Regions from separate parts of the Gossypium hirsutum genome. Here region 2 is linked to region 1. The links are chromatin contacts, called in public Hi-C maps. All regions are on one chromosome and are shown on one strand. Each heading gives the region's core, a stretch centred on a gene start, on an enhancer-like site or on the middle of the called end of the contact. The rest is flanking DNA. Distances are from core to core; before and after follow the strand shown.

Evidence for each region. A called contact is a pair of places that touch in the nucleus more often than the background predicts.
Region 2: a contact with region 1 is called in a Hi-C map of leaf, with 1.8 times the contacts expected there. The contact joins the enhancer-like site here to the promoter of LOC107889521 in region 1. A contact is called at or near these places in 4 of 34 Hi-C or Micro-C datasets (anther, cotyledon and leaf).

The regions. Positions count from the first base shown.
Region 1 is chrA09:71,178,740-71,181,439 of Gossypium_hirsutum_v2.1, reverse strand. LOC107889521 reads left to right here and starts at 1,386. Exons shown (of 4, transcript XR_001681768.2): 1 at 1,386-1,637; 2 at 1,891-2,050; 3 at 2,213-2,700.
Region 2 is chrA09:71,291,240-71,293,939 of Gossypium_hirsutum_v2.1, reverse strand. No RefSeq gene overlaps it. Among protein-coding and RNA genes, the nearest start is that of LOC107890337, 5.3 kb to the right of the region's middle. Within about 2 kb of position 1,344, at least 4 of the 9 cell types and tissues checked have an H3K27ac peak or open chromatin away from gene starts, as enhancers often do. A contact at or near this core is called in leaf, where this site is marked.

The DNA of each region.
Region 1 (2,700 bases), core at 137-2,636:
GCATACATTTATATCACTAAAAGTTTAATATTAATGACAATAAATTATAAAGAATTTAAAAATTATAAAAATTATAAAAATACAAAAAAATAACATAAAAACTAAAAATGGTATATAAAATTATTAACTGTAAAACACTTATTTTCCAAGTTTCCGAGATCTGCTGAAATAGCATGTAAAAGTAAAGCATAATCCATCCATCCATCCATCATCCATGACCTTAAAAATTTAATAATACTGTAAATTGTAAGTTAATATCCACAACTCCATCTAGAAGAGCATGGTATCAAGACTTGTTAGCCAAGTGTTATAAAGCTCAAAAATATATATTTCTAAAATGTTGTGACCTTAGACATTTTAATCATGATGCAAATTGCAAGTCGATAGCCATAACTTTACTTAGAAAGCATGGTATCGAGATTTGTTCACCAAACTTGAGATCTTCTGTTGAAATTAATTGGGCTTATGGAGTCTTACTCAAATTAAAATTCTCTCTCGATTTAATTAAGAATTCTGAATGAGAATTAAATTCTTGTATAATTTCCTTTGTAAATTCTGAATGAGAATTAAATTCTTGTATAATTTCCTTTGTAAACCCTCAAGGTTAATCGAAAATACATAGCAAAAAAATTCTAAGAGGAAACTCTATAGAAATTTAATGGTATTTTATTTCAGTAAATTTTTTCGTACTCAAATAAATTCTATTTTTCTTGACTTGATATGGTGGATTAAGAGCAATCATAATTGCAGTAATCCAACAATTATAATTTAGAGCTAGAAGTTAAAATTTCAGTTTTAGGTTTAATAAAGGTTTGCATAAAGTTATTCTTAAAGCTCACTCTTTAAACAATTGTAAGTTCGAAATGAGTAAAGAATATCAATTGATTGAAAGTTTGAAGTATTCAAACTTTGGTTCAAGTTGATTGAAAAGCTCAGGCAACTTCCTAAAGGCCTTTTGCGACAATGAACTATCCTCTAAATATTTGATACATAAGTAGTTATTAATTGAGCCTATTTTTTTAGATATCACAACAAATGTTCGAATTAGAAAATTTTTAAATTTCCTCTACGCAAACTCTAAAATTTTCTAACATATTATTATTATTATTGTTGTTGTTGTGCTTTTTTCACATCATTGTCTACTTCTATGTGTGTTTGTTTTAGCATATATATATATTTGAAATTATTTTAAACTAGGCTTGTATTAATAAGAGAAAACAAACTACAAAGTATAAGAGTACATATCTATTAACCTAAGAAAGAGGCCTAAGATTGCAAAAGACCCAAAATAAAATAAATAAAACTTTAAATAAATGGCCCAGAAGATTTCAGATGGCCAAAAACTAAACAAAATATCTAGATATTACTATAGAATAATCCAGAACAACATTTAATGCGCCAAACTAGTGCCCAATCAGAATTTGTTGAAATTTGTCATCCTATCTTTCCATCATTTCACTGCCTAGTTGAAGATTTCAATCTTCAGAAAGCTTTTCCTTCTAAAACGTTTCATTTTCCTTTTTATTTTGAAGCTTTCTCTCTTCCTTTCTTCATCTTCGGAAACTTTCCTAATCTGGATCACACACCCAATCGAACTTTTTTTGTTCTTCGACGTACTCAAGGACCTCCATTTTCAGGTATATCTCTTCTTTTCTTTTTAGAGTTTCTATTGCAAGAAGATGTGCAAGAGTATTTGCAGATCTCGGTGTATGTTTGAATCTGATATTATTGGAATCATTTATCTTCTGTCGGATATCATAGATATATACCCCTACTAGTGACCGATCTTGACCCTTTGTGTTGCATTTCTTTATTATTGCGAGGGAATCTCCTTCGAAGATGATTGACTGCCATCCCTTTTTGATTCCTATTTGAACTGCTTTCCAACAGACTATTGTTTTAGCAGCAAATGCAGAGGTTATACCATTATGGATCTCTAAGCAGGATAAAAGAACTTTTCCTTCCACATCTCTAGCCACAATACCTGAAGCCCAACGATTTTGACTCCCGTTGTATGCACCATCGAAGTTAATCTTGATGAACTCACAAGGTGGTGTCTCCATCTTCTGTTTTTTGTTATTTTTACTGATTTTCTTTTTTCGAAACCAGTAAGTTTAGTAATGTAGTTACTGATGAAGTTTGCAATTTCCTCTCCATTACTAACTCTTTTGTCATGTATTCTTTTGTTTCGATCTCCTCATATGGCCCAAAGTGCGCAGCAGAAAAGGCGACATTGACAAGGGGTGAACTGCTCAAACACCCAGGCAAGCCACTGTACAAAGTCTATGTTTTGAATCATTAAAATATTCTGAAGTGATAATGCTGTCCATGCTTCTACTATAACAGGACATTCTCGGAATAAATGGTCCATTGTTTCAGCTCTTTCTCTACGTTGGGGGCAGCTTTTGTTGGTTGCTAACTTCCTATACTGCATATTTACTTTTGTAGGCAAATAATTCCATGAGAGTCTTCAGATTGTAATCTTTATTTTTGTTGGTAGATTTAGGCTCCAAATTTTTTTGTAAAATTTCCTGTAGATGGTTTGTAAAGCATAAACTCTAGGATTTGCATCAGAACTCTGTAATAGTTTATAGGCACTTTGGACCGAGAATTCACCCGACGATTCTCCTCCCAGATGAGGAAGTCCTCGTGAGGTGTTTGTGTCAAGGGGATCCGAAGGATTCTTCCAGCGTCTTCTTC
Region 2 (2,700 bases), core at 95-2,594, 110 kb before region 1:
AAGTCCCTATACACATTGTACATTTGAAAGTTAACCCTCCTACTATATTTTATAATGCTATATCATATAATATATAATATATTAATAGTATATATGTATAAGAATTAATGATTAAATATAAACGATTAATATATTAATAGTTTATATATATGGTCTTGGTTTCGGTTTTGAGATTCAAAACCGTTTAAACCAAATTAACCATAATTGCAGTTATTCTATATAAGAAAAATATATAGTAAAAACTCTACAAGTAAAGTTGGTGTGATGACAAATGTTTTATAAAATATAGTAAAATATTAAAAAAATAAATATATAAAAGAAACGAGACACATAGCAAAATTTTAAACCTACTGTGGAATTAAACAAATACACTACTAATATATCAAATACTAACCCTTAAATATAATATATATATATTTAATCCCTAATCCAACCAAACCAAAATCTAATCCCAATTAAAACTTTATTGAAAGCCTAACTTAAATAAAAATAAACCCTTTTCAAATTAAAAATTAATATAAAGATAATAATATTAATAAAATATCAAACATTAATCAATAAAAAACTAAAATTAAAATGTAAATTCTTAAATCATTAAAAATAAATTTATTAGTAATGTTTGTGATAAGTATAACATTAGTTATCATATTATTAAATTAATATATTATGTGATTATATATTTTATATTATTAGTAAATTTAAATTTTATAATATGTTTATTATAAATATATAATTATAATATTAAAAATATTTTATATTCAATTTATGTTTTTAAAAATTTATTTCATTTTATAATTTAACATAGAAATTTATTATTAATTAAGTTCGTTATTAATAATATATTAAATAATAAAATTTTAATATCTAATGCTTATCAACACATTTTCATAAAATAAACAATTATAATTTAATTTTTCATTTTAAAAAATATAATAAAATTGTATTAATTATTAATGTCTATTATGTCGATTCAACTATAAATACAGACTTTTTTAAATTTTGGGTCAAATTTATTTTAGATTTGGGTTAGATCGATTTTAGACTCAAATTCATAGAGATTCATGTTTTTTCATATTGATATCAAACTTTTTCAAATTTAAATCTATTACGGGTAGAAATTCATTTTTCATTCAAATAAACAGGGGAAGAATTTTCAGGGTCAGACCTATATTGCCAAGTATAAATATATACAACTAATTTGTGTTAATTTCCATGAGTCGTCTAAAATTACGGATGGAATTGTTAGTCAACAGAAAAAGCAACACCATTTAACTCTATCACGAATTACTAAATTTAGAAAAATCTGGAATTTCCGCAAGTAAGGGCCCAACCTATACAAACTTTAATGACAACAGTCAACTTTATCATTAAAGGCCCATATGGGGCTTTGGACCCATTTCTGTTGAAAAGTAGGGCATTACCAAAAATAGCAAACTCGGTCACCTCGCTCGCCAACCACTAACCAAAATACAAAATATAAATGCACTTCAATTTTGGAATGGGTTTGGACTTTTGGATCTACATCTTTATTTTGTTATTAAAAAGAAGAAGATATTTTTCACATTGAAGCCCCAAAAATGTCAAAGTTTGCTTTTTTGAGAGGAAAATGGTTTAGCTTCTAGACTGCCCCTTTTTACATAATTGGAGTTAAAATTTTGGTATTCACATCATTTCTAAACTTTGATTATTAGAAAAGAGAGTTACAAACTATTGTAACTTTTAAATCTTATTTAAAATATGAGTTATCTACCCGTGACCTGGATAGGTCTTACTAAATGGTTGAGTGAACAACAAAGGGGTTTCACGGACCCAACTCGCACAAACCAAGAGAAGGTCACGGTTTTAGTTCGCATGCGTTCAAGGAGCTCGCAGAAGGGAGATCATGTGCTCTGCAGGCGACCCAGGGTAAAACATGTGTCCAAAAGGCTGAAGTCCTCATGGAATGTTAATACTAGGAATAGAAAGGATAACGTGCTTCGCAGGTGACCCAGAAAGAGACACGTGTCCAGCAGGTCTAAAACTCGCACGGAGTATCAGTATTAGGAACAACAGTCAATAAAAAACAGTAGGGTCATATCATGAGTTGTAATAGCATATATAAATACCCGAATACTCCATTAATAAGACACAAGATAAAATTACTCAACTAACATTAAAATGTGGATTTAGTTGATGGCATAGAATTTAAAACACAAATAATGGACATTAATTAATGAGAAAGTGCAAAAAGTATTAGTCACTCATAAATAATGTAATAATTTATGATAAATATAATATTAGTTATCGTATAATTTGTGATAAGTATAATATTAATTATCGTATTATTAAATTTAGTGTAATCATTATATATATTCTATATTTATCAAAGTTGGTATGCATACATGAATAAGTACTGAGTACCTTAATGTCCTTAAATTATTAGGAAGACTGCCCCCAACAAATTAAGAACATTTCCCCATTAAGGTAAGCAATATTAGGCAAACCCATGCCTCTTTTCATTCTGATAACCCCTAAATTATTAAGTAGAGTCAATAAAATATGTCCATAAAGTATCAAAAATTGAAAGTGGATTCCCTCTTCATTTCAAACTTCTCTTTAATTTTTTTTATTGGAAACCTAACTATAAATATAAACAAAATAACTTATATAAAGAAAATTTTTAGTGTTTTCATCTATCGAATAGGATGGTTCCAGAATCAT